Linked DNA regions of Canis lupus: region 1 is linked to region 2. A link is a contact called in public Hi-C data. All regions are on one chromosome and are shown on one strand. The core of a region is the stretch at or near the end of the contact, and the rest is flanking DNA. Distances in the headings are between cores, read along the strand shown.

Evidence for each region. A called contact is a pair of places that touch in the nucleus more often than the background predicts.
Region 1: a Hi-C map of blood shows a contact between it and region 2, with 4 times the contacts expected there. The contact joins two enhancer-like sites. A contact is called at or near these places in 3 of 9 Hi-C or Micro-C datasets (amygdala, blood and skin fibroblasts).

What each region holds. Positions count from the first base shown.
Region 1 is chr4:5,709,545-5,714,494 of UU_Cfam_GSD_1.0, forward strand. No RefSeq gene overlaps it. Among named protein-coding and RNA genes, the nearest start is that of TARBP1, 19 kb to the right of the region's middle. Within about 2 kb of position 3,362, at least 9 of the 20 cell types and tissues checked have an H3K27ac peak or open chromatin away from gene starts, as enhancers often do. A contact at or near this core is called in blood, where this site is marked.
Region 2 is chr4:5,308,107-5,313,191 of UU_Cfam_GSD_1.0, forward strand. LOC111095431 (a long non-coding RNA gene) reads left to right here. Exons shown (of 3, transcript XR_005357751.1): 1 at 1-3,685; 2 at 4,212-4,382. The region is part of intron 2 of LOC111095430 (a long non-coding RNA gene); the gene reads right to left. Among named protein-coding and RNA genes, the nearest start is that of TOMM20, 150 kb to the left of the region's middle. Within about 2 kb of position 3,200, at least 9 of the 20 cell types and tissues checked have an H3K27ac peak or open chromatin away from gene starts, as enhancers often do. A contact at or near this core is called in blood, where this site is marked.

The DNA of each region.
Region 1 (4,950 bases), core at 2,112-4,611, 400 kb after region 2:
AGGTATTGTGGGTTAGGACTTCAACACATCTCCTTCGGGGACACAGCTCAACCCATAACACTCCTCCAGAGAGTGAGTTCTCACTCGTGAGGGAGCTGAAGCTAAGAGATTCACGGACTGACCCAGGCCGCCAGGCCATCTGCCCACAGGGAGCTGGTGCTGGGAACGCTCTCTCCCCTCTTTCATGTTACAGGTAAAGCCATCTTGTAGCCACGGGAGAAAAGACACAGAAAATAACATAAATTGGGGAGGAGTGAGGAAAAGCAGATATTTAAATTCTCGATGATGAAGTGAAAAGATGAGTGGGAGCCACGGGTAAGGGAAAAGAGGAGCCAGCAATGAAATCACAGCGATCCATCTGGCTGGCCAATCACTTATTCCATATTAAGAGACTCCTGTGTACACAGCCCACAGGAACACGTCTGCCACACAGTAAGCCTTAGATGGGTGGTTCACCATTATAAATGCATTTGTGCATTCAGACTCCCTCCTGACATCTTTTCCTCCAGTCTTCTGTTATGTGTCTTCGGGTAATTCTGAAAGATAACCGTGCTTTACAGTCTTTTAAGAACCAAGGTTTTGGCCTGCTGCTTAGTTTCGGAGATTGGTAATAAATTTGTAAAACCAACATCATTGGGGAAGAACCTGAATTAGCCAAGCAAGAGAAGAAAAATGTAGGGAATTATACTAAACATGATGTGGCAATTCAGTTCATCTCTGGAAATCCCTAGCAAACAGTCATCTTCAAAATATACTTCACATACTATTCTGCACTAATAAAGATCTTGCTCCTACATGACTATATATATGTGCCTACCATAGGTCCTAAGTATGTATGTACACGTGTGTATGTATGTGTATACAGGCCGTAAGTGTGTATATATAAGGTTTGTGGATGTATAAGGTTTGTATATGTGTGTGTGTGTATATATGTATGGTATGTGTGTGTGTTTTTATATATACACAGCAGATTATAATTAACAGGCCTTGGTTAAATGTTCATTACCTTCAAGATCTCCAATGTCACTTTAGTCTCAAAACACCAGTATGACACTGGGGAAATGACAAAGGAAAGCTCCTGAGAACATAGAGCGTTACACCATTTGGGCTTGGGAGACTAGAATCGAGGGACCCCCAGAAAGAGGAGGTGCATGCCATAACATTCTGGATTAAGCACAAATCTTCAGCAATGAGGTGCTTCCCCCGAAATGTCTTCCCAGATTCTAAATATTCTCTCCCCTTATATTTCTGACACCACTGTCATCATTCTTCCAGTTCTCCTCCCCGCATAGCCAAGGGCTGGACCCCAGTCGCTCTTAGTTTTGGAGGCACCCCCTCCCCTTTCATGTAAGTCATGTTCAAACACCCCCACCCTCCACGTCAATCGATAACTACACAATGGCTGGGTTCCGTTGCGATACTGCGTTGGCACGTTCCACTTTTAGACATCTGATGACACATTTATTAATTTGGCTTATTTTCTATTCAGATTCTGAGGACAATAAAGTCTCCTCTTGAGTACACGGGCACGTTTGGAATTCCTTATCCGGCATCCGGCCCTCTGATTTGCCTCTCCCAGTGACCTCTCAGTATTGACAAGGCACCAGCGGGCCCAGCCCAGCTTTGATTCCTGGATCTCTCTTTTTTCTCCCTCCTGCGACCTTAGTCATAGGTTTGCTTCAGGACCCAGCACGACCACCTCCTCTTCTCTTTGAACTTCCCTCATCTTGCCACAGCATCCAAAAGAGGCCCCCTCTGAACTTCTGACGGTGCCTCTTGTTTGGCACTTTCTTTTCTATTCCAACTAGATAGATATCGAGCGAGTGTCTGATATGGACCACCGCCGTGCTTTTGTGCCTCACTGAATCCCCTACTACGAGGTTTATTTATAGATGTTGGCTGCAGATACCAACCCAAAGACGCAAAGGGAAAAGTCAGCACTTACCTTCTTTCACTGAATCAAGGTGCACCATAATTTTCAAAACCTGTCTCTCAGCTTACAGACGTGCAAGCCCTCGAGCCCTCGCCCATAGAACCGAAAGAATTGAAAGAGTATTTTAAAACCCCAAAAGAGGACAAACATGAAAAGAAGCTGAGCTTTTCAGCACTCCCCATTAAGCAGGCTGCACCTCGAATGTTCAAAACAGTACATTATCTCTTCAAGTGTCTTCTACACGCTTCGTCCTGGGGCTGAATATTTATTTCGACTTTCACCATTTATTTCCTTTCCACCAAAGGAAAAGAAAGAATCAGAAATCAGAAAGCCACAGCCCATCACTTTCTAAGAAATGGCCCTCATTCTGGCACACATATGTAGATAAGCGAGTCTTTCTGTCTTTCCAAATATAAAATAACATATATAGAGAGAAAGCAGCTATTAATTAATCTAATTGAGGACTGATTATCCAGTCTGGATTGGACTCAGACTCTCACTTTTCTCCTTTATTCTTTTCTCCCACTCTAGTGGGTATCCTGGCCCCCATGGACAGCTGGCTTGGGAAGACAGCCATCACTCTTTTACACAGCAGTTTGGACTTGAACTCTTACAAGATCCTTGCACAGTGTTTGTACCTGGTTTCTTCATAGTTTGCTTGGTCCCCTTAATTAAACTGGATCACTCTAGGCTGGTTTTTCAGAGGATCTTGATGATTTAAAACAAAACAAAGCATTCTCTGCTTAGCCAGGCCAATCGAAGGATGTCTTCTGGTCCCTCCTTCAATCGCCTGGGGTGGGAGTGGGGGTGATCTACTATGTGCCCTGCATGGAGACCACCAGTCTTTGGGGGATGCCCTCCAAGGGTGCTTTGAGGAGTCACTATTTAGCAAGTACAAAGTACTGTGGAAACCGAAATTGTTTTTGAAAATGCTAAACAATAAGACATTGCTCAAAAAGGCCTTGGTCCTTTCAGTTGTTTTACAGGAAATCCAACTCAAGCAGCCTTACACAGCCATTATCACTTAATTACCTATATAAATCTCACTAGCAACTTCCATAACTTCATTTGCAAATGAATAGGCACACCTCCTAAATCATCCCCTCCCCTCCTTTCCTCTCTCTCCGGAAAGCCATTCCCCCCAAACCCAGAGCTCAGAGAAACTCCGCAGCTGTGATTTGCAGAGGCTCCTGGATGCCCCGTGTCACACCAGGCCAGCCTGCACCTGGCACATGGCAATGTGTGCTCCACAGGTCCCGCTTCCCGCTCACACCCATAAATCCCTGCTGGCATCAGTGGGGGCAGAAGTATGGCAGGAGCCTGGCTCCATCTGCTTAAAAGGTTCACAAACCACAGTGAACCTCTTAGTGATCTGAGGCCAAGTTTCCGGTATGTAATGAAAACTGAAACCTGGTTTTGGGTTTCCTCACCAAATTCACACAGAGCTAGTCATGGTGAGAGACGTGTGAGGTAGCAAGGACAAGCAGCACGAGGGTACAATGGAGACATGGCAGTAAGTGGCAGAAATAGTTCTGGCTCTGCCACCAACTTGTGTGGCCTGAAGCCCGTCACCCACACTCACTCCACTTAGGTGGCTTTCTGTAGATTTGAGTGGGTGCTATTGAGCATGACTTTTCCTTCTGGGACCTGTAGGGGGGATCCAGGGCAGAGGACTCTGAGATAGTAGCATTCCCCCCGAGTCTCTTATTTACAGCACACAGAACCTCAGGATGCCATGGCCATCCCACTCATAGCAGCATTATGTGTTGCCCTCTGCCTGCATTCTGAAGAGTTGCTTTTATTTCTTTAGGCTTCAGCTTTGGATTTCAGGCATATTTATACCTGTTTGGCTTTTGACTTAGTGGAGAACACCAGAAGAATGGCTACATTATTTCGAGGGTTCGCCTAAATGACCTCCTAGATCATTCCCAGCGTGGCGCTCCTGCGCGTTTGCTAAATGCCGTGGCGGAAAGAGAATGGACCCGGGCTGTGAAGTCAGGCATACATGGTTCCAACTTGTAGTCCTGGAATCTACTAGCTGTGTGACTTTAAGCAAACTACTTAACCTCTCTGAGCCTGATTTCCTCATCTGAAAAACCAGGCCAATGCCAACGATCACACTGAAGAGTAAGCAAGTACTTCCAAGACCTGGAACAGAGTGCCTAGACAGTAGATGCCGATGTCAACATTAGATTCCGCTTTTCTGTATTCACATGCGTCTCCTATGAGTCAAAAATGTAGGCCATCCTACATTTGAATATTGCTTCTTTCTTCTCACCCAGGGTCCCACTTCAGAATGAAGGAAATAAGGAAATAAACAATAACCCTCAGAGGGCCTTCTGAAAGCATCACTCATCCATTGAAATGTACTTTCCATTCAAAAAGTGGGTTATTAATTATTCATTCCTATTGGAACTGAAATAAGAACAGAGCTCACTGTTACGACCTGGAGCTTGACAAGAACAAGAGTTTTCCAACTGCTTGATTTCAATCATTTCCTGTGATCTTTGTAACATATTCCAAATCTCAGATTTGCAGCATTGAGAATCAGGCAAACTTTAGACTGAATGACTGTCAGGAATATTTAGTAAATGCCCTGGAATGACTGTTCGCTTTACTTTCATTTCCATTCCAGGCAGTGCATTTCTTGAGGATTATTTCACTGCATGGGTGGCCCGAGTACCTTGGCCCTCAGCCTGATGGCTCATTCCAACGCTCTGGGCAAGCAATAACCACCCAAAAACGCAAGCTTCTCTTTCATGCCCCAGTGGCATGAGTAACATCATTAACTCTTCGAGGCTGAGGTTTGGGATTACGTAAAAACCATTCGCCACCCGCCCCCCCCCTTAGCAGTCAGAAGACCAGAGTAACAAAGTGTTTGCAGCCTCTTTTCATGCCAGATGTGGTTGCCCTAATAAACAATCCTTGAGATATTTTTTTTCCCCAGTGATTACATTTCATCGGGATTGGGGGCTTCAAAATGGAAGCTAAGTGCTGCCTACTTCGAGTTCCAGCGG
Region 2 (5,085 bases), core at 1,950-4,449:
AGCTGGAGCCCCTTTTAAAGTGATCTCTCTCAGTCTTCCAGAATACACCATCCCGCTGCCACCCATATATCTTTGGGATTTAGTACTATTGAGTGTATGTATTGTGGTCACTGGAAATGTTATCTCAAGTGATCTCCATAAAGGTAACTTCTTGTACTGCTTTTATATTTATTTATTTATTTATTTATTTATTTATTTATTTATTTATTTATTTATTTATTTATTTTTACTGCTTTTAAATGTGATTTTAATGAGGTTGGGGCTACATAAGGAAATGTGCACACATTTTTAACGACGCATACTAACATACGAAGGAATGAAATGACACGAGGTCTGGGATTTTCTTTAAGATAGTTCAGCAAAGAGGGGGTACCTGGCTGGCTCCATTGGTGGACCATATGACTCTTGATCTTGGGGTTGTATGTTCGAGCCCCACACTGGGGGTAGAGATGACTTAAAAATAAAATCGTAAAAAAGAATAGTTCAGCAAAGAGGAAAAGGAAAAAGGCAAAAGAGGAACAAGTGAAGCAAATTTGGAAAAATCTGGGTTGTTATTCATCTATATGAAGGGCATAAGGAACTTCATTTTGCTATATGCTCTTCCGATATGTTTGAAGATTTTCATAATAAAACTTTTTTTTTCCCCAATGAGCTTTAAAAGACGTACTTACAATATCTAATACTTGCAGGAATAACTACAATAACTTTGAAATATTTTTTTTTAAAAACCAAAACCAAAACCAAAACCAAAACTAAATCAGTCTTCCAGGCAACCTCTGTGATCATACCAGACTAGCACTGGTGGAATTTCTTTCGGGGTATTTTGTTATTTAAAATAATGGAATTGAGTGAGCACTTGACAATATGAAGAACTTTAACAGCCACAAATATATGGTGACATCTCATATTTGCCCACATGTGTTATTTTCCTCTGTGCTTTGTTGGGCTCAATGGATGGGGTTGGTAATGGCCCCAAATGGAGAACTTCTGTAAGGGATGGGAAGACTTGCTGCAGGATCCTTTGTCAAAAGTACTTATTACCTAGTGCCCTTGTTGGCATCTGAGCTGGAAGGCACAGGATCACAGGGAACATGCAGTCCTGGAAGCGGGCCTGGTGGCACAGGCCTGGGGATGGGGTGTCAGTGATGGTGTAAAAGGGGAGAGGCAACATTTTCTTCATTGGGCAATGCTTATCCTCTGGAGAAAGTGCATAGAACTGTGGTCTACACAGCCAGAATGAGAGAGTGGTTGGGTAACTGTCCAGTAAACTCAGCTGAAGTCAGGCAAGAAAGTTTGGGCCTAAGAGTCCTAAATATTCACAGTCCGAAGGGATCAGAAAACTCTTCAAAATTTAGGTTAGTTTTGGGGGCACCTGGGTGGCTCAGTTGGTTAAGCGTCCGACTCTTGATTTTGGCTCAGGTCACGGTCTCAGGGTTGTGAGTTGGAGCCCCGAGTTGGGCTTGGTGCTAGGCATGGAGGCTGCTTAAGTTTCTCACTCTCCCTCTGCCTCTGCTTCTCCCCCACCTCTAAAAATTATTAGTTTTGTAGTTATGGCTTTTCCAAAGGAGGAAAGAAAATTTATTATTTTTAGACATTTTTGAAGAATAGGATTCTTTCCATACAAGCATAGTAGATTATTTGCCAGCAAGTATTAAAATTAAAAATACCTACCCAGCTGTGTGGGAAGTCTGGAATTCTCTGGAATTCTTTTTTTTTTTTTTTTTTTTTTAATTGCATTGTCCCCCATGAATGCACTATGTTATGCCACAGGCCAGTCACCATCTTTGAGAGAGTTACTTCTAACACTTTGGTGTGTCACCTCATTCACACTTACCATATCATAAGAGAGTCTTTAATATTTTGCAAGAACCTTCCCCCAATCATAAAAATCACAGCATGATGGCCTTATAGTGACTATCTCAACACTGCAGTGCTAGCAGATTGCTCGGAATGCAGAAAAGCAAAACAAGATAAACAAAATACCAGTATCCACAAACAGAAAGCAGGTTCTTTTGGGGCGGTGCATGTCTTTTTGATGAGCTAAGTGTTGATTCTAACCCCAAAAGACAGAAAAGTGTGAGGTTAGATAAGTGTCTGCTAGATTCATGATTGCCATGTGGATTCTGTGAAGTCAGCTTCGAGGTCACCAGCGCTCGTTGCAGAGTAAAGGTCACCAATTGTTCATCCTTGCTCCGATTGGGCAGCTCCTGAAAGCAGAACGTGCACCACCTTCTGGAAGCCCTCTGCTAACTTCAGCTCAGCAACTGTGAAGGTGGATGCTTCTAGCAAGGGAGCTCAGGATGGATTCTGCAGGCATTGCTTGAGCAACGCCAAGTGGCCACTGGCCAGGGTCAAAGTTAAACCAGGAGATGGCTATCAAATGCAGTTGTTGGGTTTGGCACATCTCTCTTGAGCTGCTGCGGAGCAGGAAAGAGAGACGTTTGTTTGTGGCTTCAGTTCATCAGTTCTCCAGTGCACTCTTTAATCTGAGCCTTTTTATTTGCTCAAGGGAAAAACAAGTCTGCCTCCGCCCACCACGGAGGATTTAAATCGGACGGTCCCATAGAGTCCTCAGCCCACGCCTTTTTACATTTATTTTCCAGCAACCTTATTAGTTGGTTTGGGATGCCTTCTGCTTGTGTGAAAACATTTTCCAATAGATTTGCTGCTGCACATCCTATGATAAATCTAATTGTTTCCCCCTGAATCGTGCTGATCTGGGACACTGCATTTGCACTCGCATGTACGCGCTTGCACAAAGGATAGCGGGGCTGGATTAAGGCACGCAGGTCTGGCTGCACAGCCGCTCCCGTTGGGTTTTCTACGCTGTGGTTATCCTGCCTTCTGGTCGGTGAATAAATGCTGTTTGGACGGGGCCTGGCACAGATGCTTTAACCGTAAAGCTTAATGTATAACTAGTGTGTTTTTCTTCTGTGTCAGCAGTTGGCACCACGACACTGTAAATGCGGATTCGGTGAGTCGACGGGCGCGCGTGTCCGGGAGGGGAGGGCTGCCGTAAGCAGTTTTGAAATTCATGCCAGGGGTTGCTCTAAGCGATAAGGTAATTTGAGTAACCTGTACGGACTGTGGACTCGCAGGTTGCAAAAACAGGAAAGTCTCTTGTTTAAAACCCCTCTAAAGCAACATGCGGGCTTCGAAAAGAAGCAGGCTCGCGGTTAGGGATCGTACTTCCTTGTTGATAGGCTGCCGGTGACGCAAGGCCTCCTGGGATTGCAGCGCGGTGACCGCAGGCCCGACAGTTGCCCTGACCGGCCTCTGAAACAGGCCCGGGGCTTTCTGGACGGATGAGAAGTCTAAAAATTTCCCTTTTCATTTCCTCTCTTGTGTGACTTTGTCATTTTTTTTTTCTTTTCTCTAAACCGGTGATTGAAAAGGGAATTTTGCCCGTGCTCTGAAGGAGTTCATCTTGACTTAGTAGCTTCCCTCCCACTCCTCAAAAATCCCACCCTGAAAACCCCAAGCTAAAAAAATAAAAAATAAAAAAATAAAAAAAAAAAAAGCATCCATCCTGGCACATTTTTCAGTGAGCCTGTGTCTGATGAATCTGCTTGTGAAGCTGGATTCATAATGAGAAGCTCTTTAGAAACTGTATGATTTTTTTTTTTTTTTTTAAACCCTCTGGAATGTCTCTGTGTCCTCCGCCTTCTGGGAGTGTAAAGCCCAGGTAAATGCTGTGTCCTTCTGGAAACCCAACTGTCTCACGGCCAACTGAGAGGCTTGCTTGGGGTGGTCTCCGGGGAAGCTCCCAGTATATACATGCTTCTGTTCGGAAACATGAAAACAGATGCCATTCCGGGGGGACCCTGCTAACTGACCACAGCACAGAAAGCTCCATTGGCTAGATGCGTGGGCTGTCCTAGGCCTTGGAAACACTCTGTGTTACAAGAAACTTCAGAAAGGGGTTCTCCTGTCTGCCCTGGAGGGGATTCAGTGGGGACAGCTTGGTGGGCTGGACATGCTTTTAAGTGGCCGGTGCTCCTGCTCTCTGTCAAGGGGAGACAGAGGCAAACAGGTAGAAGCCATTTCCACACCCAAATTCCTCCCAAAATCCTTGTGGCTGTATTTTTTGTTACACATCATAAGCACATAGGCATATCCATATGTGTGCATGCATCTATGTACGTATGTACACACACTCACGTGTTATCTATGCTATTTGGCCCAGCCCACGAGTTCCTTTCATTTTTCAGTGAATTCAAAGAAGATAACATAAGGAAGAAGTGTGTATTTTACTGTTCCAGTAAATTACCAGTGTCACATGCCGAGTCTCACCAAACGAACCCATCTTTACTGATTCCCTTGTCTGGGCCCCGATGATCTACCTGGGATGTTTGCATGTCAGGCTGCTCTCTCTTTCTTTGGTAAGCCCAATATATCTGCCCCAATCATGTCATTGGGGCCACAAGGAAATGTAATCCTGCCAAGTGTGGGAGCTAATAACTGCCCAAATGTTAAGGTGATGCTGAAAGCAAGAGCTACTTCCTGGGTTATGCATAGGTGTTGTGGTGTGTGTGCATGGGTGCTGTGTGTGTGAATGAATGCTGTGTGCATGGGTACTATGTGTTTGCCTGGGTGCTGTATGTGTGCATGTGTACCATGTGTATGTGTATTGTGTGTGTGCATGAGTACTGTGTGTGTGTATGAGCTCTGTGTGTGTGCATGAGTGCTGTGTGTGTGCGTGACTACCGTGTGTGTGCATGAATGCTGTGTGCGTGCATGGGTACTACACATGTGCATGTCTACTGTATGCTGCATGTACTGTGTGTGTATATGAGTCCCGTGTGTGTAACTGTGTATGTACATGAGCGCTGGGCATGTGTGTGTGTGCATGTGTATCATCTGTGTGTGTATGAGTGCACATGTGCATGTCTACTGTGCTTTTGGTGCACGGGATGTCACAGGGCCATGGCGGGCAGTGATGGGGAAGTTGCTGGCATGGGGGTTGGGGGCCTGCTTGGGAACAGGTCCTTCACTTCAGGAGTTTTCTTCTGTTTTTTTTTTTTTTGGTCTTCTGTTTCTCTGTCTTTTCCCCTTTAATCAATATGCATGGACATTATAGAAACC